Regions from separate parts of the Zea mays genome. Here region 1 is linked to region 2. The links are chromatin contacts, called in public Hi-C maps. All regions are on one chromosome and are shown on one strand. The core of a region is the stretch at or near the end of the contact, and the rest is flanking DNA. Distances in the headings are between cores, read along the strand shown. Region 1 holds the start of LOC103634889 (DExH-box ATP-dependent RNA helicase DExH10). Region 2 holds the start of LOC103634880 (Enhancer of polycomb-like transcription factor protein).

Region 1 (4,756 bases), core at 883-3,382, 190 kb after region 2:
CAAGATTTATGTAGAGGAGTAACACATCCGGTGGTGCAACGGCTAGGTGTACTACCTCGCTGATGAGCCCAGGGTGCACTTCGTTTGGCAGCCCAGCCAAGAGTCATCGGTACTCGCCATGTCGTGCGCGTCCGACAGCAATGATCACTCGCCATCGTCGGGGTAGCTTTTGTGCCAGCCTGCCTTTAATTCTCTTCGCAAACACATACACTTGCTTTTTTGTTTAAGCAAATGTGTATGGCGGTGCGTACCTGATGGCTCACAATGTACGAGGGAACTTTTACCGGCAGGTCTGACACATGCTCTCTAATGATGAGACAATGCAAATTGTGGTATATATCGAAGTCTGCATGATACTGATAGTTGAAATGTAGTAGTGAAACAGCTAAATTAAAAAAACAAATTTATGTATGGCTATGGTTACAAATGGATTATGAAATATTTTTTTTATAACAATATAACACATATTTTGTATATAAGTTATTATGTTACTATATGTTTCCGTTGCAACGCACGAGTACTTACCAGTAATAAGTTAATAACTGCATATATAAATCCGCCTGAAATCCATGCTTGAAATCGTCGCTGGTGCGCGCGGCAACTAGATACATGGCGATGGTGGTGACGTGCACTTGTCGACGACCAAGCATGTTGCTCCACCGACCATCATGGTCTCTGCACGTACGTGCGCGACACGGCAAAGGGATGCGCGTGTAGCTCTAGTTGTTGCGCCACGAATGATCACGAGCGCGGACGCTTCATGTGGTTTTACTAGGCGTAGGAGCTAGCTAGCGGAGTACTCGTGAGGCTTGGGTTTTGTTTACAAATGACCTATTTATATTATTGATATTGCCCTCCACACACACACACACACAAAATGCTGGAGCACTTTTGCCGTGCAGAGCAGGAGCAAAAAGAACTGGCCGGTTCCAATCATCTCCTTCATTTCCACTGTTTTAGGTATGGTACAAATGACAACAAAACTACTACTGTAACAGTTTATAAAACATTTTCCCAAATGAACCTTGAGGAGGTATAGCTGCGCAGCCAGTCCACCCACATATAACGGGAAATCCGTTGTACAATGAATTTTTTCATGTAATCATCGTGCAACTAAACTACTAAATGCCGTGAAAAATCTCAAAAAAAAATATAGGTATACTTCGTTATTTATTCTATCAATATATCAAACTATTATATTAAGGGATGTAAAAAAAGAGAACATCTTGTCATTATCTCGAGTTCTTATTAGATAATTTGCTAACTCTTTTTTTATTTTAATATGACAGTGGCCTCAACTAAAATATTCTTCCTTCTAAAATTAGAATTGTTTAAAGATTTATTTGAGACCCGTCTCAAAAAAGAAGATTAAATGGTTTAACAACTTTATGTATTCAGAAAAAAATACCAGATGAGATTAATATGTATAAATTCATGGTCACTGACTTCGCATTTGCAAATGTTTTGAAGAAAATCTTAAGAAAACGTTTGTATGTAGTTTGTTTGTTAAGAATGTCTGTGTGAATTTTATAAGAAACATTATTAGCTCGGTTTTTAGCTGTCTCATGCCACTAAATTGGCCGGACCGAGTATGAAGCGATTTTAACCTTAGAAGAAGGGCTAGAACTAGGGTTATCTCAGGAGTTGGAACCTTGGAGTTTGGCTCTAATACCAGTAATTGCTCACTACATCTCGGTAACATCTCTGTTTTTTTTTGGCAAGTGCAGCTTCTCTGTTTATATCGGGTAAGACAAAAGAGAACGCCAAACAAAAGAGTATTAAAAGAAACATCAATCAAAAGATGATAACGTGGACGTGGATCTGGGCAGCAAATTGACGGGGTTTTTCCGCCTTTTTCGGTTACAAGTGGATTCAGTGAGGTTGGAGAAGATTAAGGGTCTGTTTGGTTTGTGGCTAAATGTTGCCTAAGGTTAGTCGTTCGAATTGAATAACTAACTTTAGGCAGAAAAGTTAGGTAAAGTGTGACAACTGAGGTAGTGAACCAAACAGGCCCTAAATCATCTTATAGTCAAAATTAAATTGGAGGGAGATTTAATCCCTTCGATCCATTTCAATCTTCTCGCAAGTGAACAAGCCCCACTGGGCTCCCTGTATCCAAAGGAGATTGGGCCGGTATCCCGACTGTGCTCGCTGTATCCAAAGGAGACCTGTTACCTGCAGCCTGCAAGCCCAGCCTTCCCTGCTTGGCTTGCATTCCGACCTGCTTGGCTTGGCTTGCATTCACAGTTGCACGCCGGCCGCCGCCAACCCCGCCCCCACGTCGCGCGCGCTGTCTCCCTCTCGCCTCTCTCGTGGAGACGACTGGGCGACAGCCGACAGCCGCTGTCGCCCAACGCAAGCTGCCCAGGTCTTCTTCGGGCTCTTCGCCGGCGACGAGCACAGCCAGGTACGCTCACCCCTTTGCCTTCCCTTCCCTGCGAAACCAAGCACCCAAACCTTGTATTCGCATCTGACCTAGTGACGCGTTTTGTTGGGCTATGTACCTTAGGTTTAGGTCGAGCAGGGGCCGATGGGGGAAGAGGCGGAGAGCAACTGCAAGCGCAAGGCGCCGGACTCGAGCGTGGAAGAGCAGCCGAGCCTCGCGCCGGCGCCGGCGCAGTCGCAGGCGGACCCGGCGGCCAAGCGCCCGAACATCTCCCGCTCTTGCGTCCACGAGGTAGCCGTCCCGAATGGGTACGAGTCGGTTAAGGACGAGGCGGTGCACGGGACGCTTGCCAGCCCGGCCTTCAATGGGGAGATGGCCAAGCAGTACCCGTTCAAGCTTGACCCCTTCCAGAGCGTATCCATCGCTTGCCTGGAGCGGAACGAGTCCGTGCTTGTCTCCGCGCACACTTCCGCGGGGAAGACCGTCGTTGCGGAGTACGCCATTGCCATGGCGTTCAGGGACAAGCAGAGGGTCATCTACACCTCCCCGCTCAAGGCCCTGAGCAACCAGAAGTACAGGGAGCTCAGTCAGGAGTTCACAGATGTCGGGCTGATGACTGGCGACGTCACGCTCCATCCGAACGCCACATGCCTGGTCATGACGACAGAGATCCTCAGGGCGATGCTCTACAGGGGCTCCGAGGTGATCAAGGAGGTTGCCTGGGTTATATTCGATGAGATACATTACATGAAGGATCGTGAGAGAGGGGTCGTGTGGGAGGAGAGCATCATTTTCTTGCCCCCTGCCATCAAGATGGTTTTCCTTTCGGCTACCATGTCGAATGCGACCGAATTTGCTGAATGGATATGCAGCCTGCACAAGCAGCCCTGTCATGTTGTGTATACGGACTTCAGGCCCACACCATTGCAGCACTATATGTTTCCAATAGGTGGTTCTGGTCTTTACCTTGTAGTAGATGAAAATGGCCAGTTTAGAGAAGATAACTTTGCGAAGCTACAAGACTCCTTTGCTAAGCCAAATAATCAACTGGATGGAAGGAAAGGTGGTGGACCTAAAGCGAGTGGCCGAATTGCAAAAGGTGGAAGCGCCTCTGGGAATTCTGACATATACAGAATTGTTAAGGTAGGCAGACACTTGCATTCTTCTGCGAATGATGTAATATATTCTTTGGCTTAGTGCGCTTTCTGAGTTTACCAGTTCATACTTTCATGAAACTCTCTAATGTAAAGTATTCTGTGTTAAAGGAGCCTTAAATTTGATATCTCACTAGTAAATATTTACTGTTCATTTATTAGAATATTATTTGAATTCTTCTGCTCACATGGTTGTCGATATATTATTTGTCTTTCAGTTGTTATCTTATTTGCAACGGCGGCACCCATATCCTTGCCTAATTTTGAGTGCATGTTAACTTTCAGATGATTATGGAGCGCAAGTTTCAACCAGTCATAATTTTCAGCTTTAGTAGAAGAGAATGTGAGCATCATGCCATGTCTATGTCAAAACTTGACTTCAGCACTGAAGAAGAAAAGGAATGCATTGAGCAGGTTTTCTGTAATGCTATTGGTTGTTTAGTGGAGGAAGACAGAAGTTTACCTGCTATAGAGTTGATGTTGCCACTTCTTAAACGAGGTATTGCAGTACACCATTCTGGACTACTTCCAATAATTAAGGAGCTAGTGGAATTGCTCTTTCAAGAAGGTCTTGTGAAAGCTCTCTTTGCTACCGAGACAGTATGATCTCTATCCTGATTATTTCTTAAACTTGTTTTGATCTCGTCACATGCAGTGTAAGGTAGAGTTCAGTTTCTTGAATGGATTTTTTTCTTTAGTTTTTAAATAGGTAAAGTAAGAGAACTATTGTTGTACACTTTATGTAAATATTGCATTTCTTACTCTTAGTCGCACCATTGATGAGTAACAGTCTTGATTTTGATATTGTTCTGCTTCAGTTTGCCATGGGTCTTAATATGCCTGCGAAAACGGTTGTTTTCACGTCTGTCAAAAAATGGGATGGCGATAGTAACCGCTATATTGGTTCTGGAGAATATATACAGGTAAATCTTTCATATATGAAATGCAAGTGAGGCATGCATTCAGACATGTGAGTTTAGGGGACTGATACAACCCATTCTTACATGAACTGTACTCTTAGATGAGTGGAAGAGCTGGCCGGCGTGGCAAGGATGAACGTGGTATCTGTGTTATAATGATAGATGAGAAGGTGAAGTTCTATAGTTCTATGTCCCTTTTATCTTTGTTTTCCAAGTACAATTCATTTAGCATGTCAAGGTGTTTGTGATGGATTAGTGTCGTTGTTGACTACTTGACTTGACACCTTTTCTTTTTG
Region 2 (4,740 bases), core at 295-2,794:
CCAATGATCCACTTGAATACCATGGTTGTTTTCTTTCTTATACTCTTTCCCGTTTGCGAGGAATCTCCACAACTTGGAGTCTCTCGTCCTTACAACAAAGATCAAAGTGAAAGCACTAGAGTAAGGGAGGGAAGCAACACACACAAATCCGCAGCAATACGCACTCACACAGCCAAGACTTGAGCTCGAATGAATCGCAACAAGTTCACCACTAGAACAGAGCTCAAATCGCTAAGAATGTCAATCAAGTGCGCGAAGACGGAGTGTGGAAGATTAGAATGCTCAAAGTATGCTTGTGTTTCTCCTCCATGCGCCTAGGGGTCCCTTTTATAGCCCCAATGCAGCTAGGAGCCGTTAGAGGCATTCTTGGAAGGCAATTCTTGCCTTCTGTCGTGTGGCGCACCAGACAGTCCGGTGCACCACCGGACATTCACTGTTGCAGAATCTCCTTCCTAAAATGGCACAGCCGACCGTTGCAGAATTGTAGTCGTTGGCGTACCGGACACTGTCCGGTGCACACCGGACAGTCCGGTGCCCCCAGCCGATCGTTGGCTGGGGCCACGCGTCGCGCGCGGATTGCGCGGCCGACCGTTGCGCTGGCGGCCGTTGGCTCACCGAACAGTCCGGTGCACCACCGGACAGTCTTGTGAATTATAGTCGTACGCCGCCGACGAATTCTCGAGAGTGGCCAGTTCGGCAGAGCCAGCCTGGCGCACCGGACACTGTTCGGTGCACCACCGGACACTGTCCGGTGCACCCAGACTGAGCAGCAGTTGGCTGTACACAGCCAACTCTTTCCAATCCCTTTCTTTTCCTGATTCAACCACTTAGACAAATATATTAGTACACAAAAACCAATGTACTAAGTCTAGAATCATATCTTCTTGTTGATTTGCACTTCCTTCATCATTTGGCACATAATTACTCACTTTAATATGTGTTGTGCACTTAATCACCAAAATATGCTAGAAAATGGTCCAAGAGCACATTTCCATTTCAAGTGTTAGTTCTAAATTTATTAGAATATAGTCTGAACAAATTATAATTCTAATCAAATATCCAAAAATTTAATTTTAAGACGCATTGGAACATAAAATGATCGTTGAATCTTCGAGCTATAAATCGTACAAGTGACCATTCAACAAGTTATTATATTTTACGTTGTAAGTAAGGTTTAAATCTCTGAAAATATATATAGCTGTTACATTTCAGCTGCTATAGCCGGATATAATATTATTTAACTTTATTATTAATGATTTAACAGTTCGAAGATAGAGTACATTTGGTTCGTGTCTAAATACGCCATATTTTATATAAAATTAGTCGTTTAAATTAAAAAAAATAACTTTAGACAGAAAAATTATGTAAAATAACATAAATTAGGCAGGAAAACATGCCTCTAACTTATCGAGGCAATCGGACAAACAGACGTCGTACTAAAAATTGAAAAAAAAATCAAGAAAAGAACCAGTTTGCTTCGCTCACTCACTAGACGCGCCTCCAAGCCCGCCAAAACCCTGGAAGCGGTGACCTCTTATCATCTCCGTCCAATCGAGATCGGACGGTGCGGTTTCCCGCTCCTCCCGTACCCTTCACTTCCTCACTCTCCTCGCCAGTTAGTTGGCTGTACCCCACCATTCCCCGCTCTTAACCGGCAAACAAACAAAACGGAAAACAAGCCACGGAAAAAAGAGGAAAAAAAGCTCGAGAAGAGCAAACCCTAGGTTCCCGTGGCACCGACGAAATCCTAATTCGCCCGCATTGGATCGCCCAGGCAAGGGGCTTTTGGCACAGATCGGCGCTCCCCCGTCCTCGGATTCGATTCCTCTGCTCAATTTGGGGCCGATCCGTGGCTCGGACCTTCTCGCCGCTCGGCGACTCTCTCATCTTTTTTCCCCGATCCGTCTGTGAGACACTAAGCGCTTTGCCGCGGTCGCCCCTGCTGACGCCACCGGCACAAGGAGGCTTGTCGCCCACTCTGGTCCGCCACCGACGCTTGACGCCTCCAGGGCTTCAAGGTAAAACATTTTTTTTCAGTGCACAGATCTGCAATTTGTTTAATGTTTCGATAACAAATGGACTGTTGTGGCGATTGTGTATGAACTGATGGTGTAGGATTGCTGATGAGAGGATGATTGAAATTGTTTCTGTTAACTTGATTCAACTGAATCCGTATGCTCCACGCTTCCGCTCCTGATCTGGGGTCGGGACTCTATGTATGATGGGAGGTGAAATTCTGCAGAAATCTGTTCTCTTGACCTGTGGGCTCGTGAATGGAATCCAGTGGCGGTGATAAACCCACTGCAACAGATGCTACCGAATCAGTGGTGGGTTTAGATGGCGAGGAGACTTTGTCTGAGAGGGAATCTGTTGGAGCAAGACATGGCCCTGCCTTGTCTAATGGGGGTGGAAAGGAGGCTCCTTCGAGCAGTTCATCTGCAGGGAATAAGAGGAAGCACGGCATCTTGGGTTCTAATCAAATGGAACTCAATGAACCAGGGATGCCAAGTTCCAGCTCAGGTGATTCCACATGGAGTTTAGATAGTCTGGATGACCGTCACCAGATCTCATTGTTGAGAAGTAAGAATGAACACTCTGAACATTCAGTTACTTCAGCTGGAGTTACAGTGATCAGGCAGCCTCGTGGCGTCTTGAGGTTAAGGAAGCGGGATCAGAATGTCAGTACTGAGAGTTGGACTGGTGGTCATAATATTCCACAAGCTAATGGAGTTCCTAGGTCTTCCCAACTCCTGAGGCGGAACAAGAAGGGGAAATCAACTGTGTTCGAGCAGAATAGAATTGGTGGTGATGAACCTGTCAGTTGCTTGAGAACTGAGAATGGTACTTGTGATCAGGATACCGGCTCCAAGTTCTGTTCTGAAACTGAGTTCTCAGCTGAAAAGCTGTCACATCTTTCAGGTGAAGCCCCAAAAGCTGTTCATGTTGACAAGGGTGGGTGTGACCATGTCAAAGATGATGATGGTGTTAGTCTGGAAGAAAATGCTGCTATGATGCTTTGTTCTTTATCAGATAACATATGTGCTGGATCACCAAGGAAGGGAATGAAATCATCTGATACGTCATCAAAGAGATGTATTCCTCAGCATTCAAATCATTTTAAGAGTTCAAACAAAAAAATCAAGGATGTACCTAGTCCTGCTAGATTGCTGCGGAAGCGTGATGGTAAAGTTCCATTCAGGAAGCGTCGTCCGCGTCGGCATTTTTATGAAGTTAGCCCTAGCGACGTGGATCCATTTTGCATTGTAAAAGAGAGGATCAGAGTTTTTTGGCCTCTTGATGAGACTTGGTACTTTGGCTTGGTCAAGGAATATAATCCGGACACAAGGTTACATCATGTCAGGTATGATGATAAAGATGAAGAATGGATCAATCTTCAAAATGAGAGGATTAAACTCCTGTTCTTACCAGCGGAAGCTCGCAATAGATCTAAATGCACCAACTCAAGGTCAGTGTTTGACCTGAAGCATGAACAGGGTGACAGAGAAGACATGGATGGAAGCGAAGGCAATACAGAAAGTTCTGAGTCAGGTCCCATTGGCTCATGGTTAGCTCGATCAAACCAAGCAAAATCTGCTGCACTTTGTAACATCAGCAAGCAAGATCACAGTCATTCCAATATTGTTCCAATTTCATTTGACCAAAAGCAGTGCCGTGGTTCTGATGCTAAGGAGTCTAATGATTATATACCATGTGATTCATTTGGAAATGGGAGTGCAAAAGTTCTCAAGGATAGAACCACACCTGAGGACAGGAGGTTTCGCTTTGTTTATTCTAGGAAACGGTTTTGCAGAAAAACGAATGGTTTTCTTAGCATTTCCGAACAGCATTCTAATTGTCAGATAAGAGCAAGATTTGCTATGGTTCTTGCTGCATGTCCTGGTATGGAATCTAGTTCTGCAACTGGTGCTTCAGTCACATATGTCATACCTGCATTGAGCCTCCCACTGAAACCTGTTTACAAGTTGCTTTGTGAAGCCTGTTGTGTTTCGTTTTCCAATACCTTCTTTCTCCATTGTGGTACAATGGTTGCTTTATGGCCTGTTGTACATCTGGACATACTTTTTGATAATGCTTTAGGCTTGAAACATTTTCTTCTCGACACATGCTTGATATCGGCAGTATCACTTCTCTGTTTACTTGCTGGAAGCTTCAAGCAGTGTTCTAGGCAGAGAACTACCAAGGAAGCTAGAATACCTTGTACTTCGATCAGATTTCAGATATCTGGTGGGCATGGTAGAAGCGAAGTAGTATTTATGTTATTCAACTTTGTTGGTGTAGAGAAATCGAAATGGGAACACCTTCAAGGAAAGCTTCAATATCACTGTTCTAAATCGGAGTTGTCTAAAGATTCCACAAAATGTACTGGTCGAAGAGCCCTTTCTTCAATGGATCTCTTCTCCAAGGTATCTTCCTGCCTTACATATGCAGTTTTAATTGATCTTTCCACATGGCTATCATAATTGCATTCCAAGGATTTAAACAAACAGCGGCATTAACATTACTCTGCAGTAGCACCCCCTTATGATGACTTTATTTTGTACATACAATTTATGTGATGTTATCCGTAACCAGAGATTTTGAGGAACCACAGTGATGGATGGTCATCGCTCTCTTACCCTATGTAATCTATGTTGTATTTTATTCATTGTTTAAACTGTGTAAAAACACACCTTTGGAAGATTAGTTATGTTACAGTTACAATTCATGAATCGATATTTA

Evidence for each region. A called contact is a pair of places that touch in the nucleus more often than the background predicts.
Region 1: a contact with region 2 is called in a Hi-C map of ear, with 2.7 times the contacts expected there. The contact joins the promoter of LOC103634889 here to the promoter of LOC103634880 in region 2. A contact is called at or near these places in 5 of 25 Hi-C or Micro-C datasets (bundle sheath, ear, leaf and 1 more).

Annotation. Positions count from the first base shown.
Region 1 is chr8:19,584,819-19,589,574 of Zm-B73-REFERENCE-NAM-5.0, forward strand. It overlaps LOC103634889 (DExH-box ATP-dependent RNA helicase DExH10), which reads left to right and starts at 2,133. Exons shown (of 17, transcript XM_008657468.3): 1 at 2,133-2,407; 2 at 2,510-3,529; 3 at 3,826-4,140; 4 at 4,359-4,463; 5 at 4,562-4,630. The coding sequence starts at 2,531.
Region 2 is chr8:19,395,998-19,400,737 of Zm-B73-REFERENCE-NAM-5.0, forward strand. LOC103634880 (Enhancer of polycomb-like transcription factor protein) reads left to right here and starts at 1,545. Exons shown (of 5, transcript XM_008657462.2): 1 at 1,545-2,018; 2 at 2,116-4,424. The coding sequence starts at 2,274.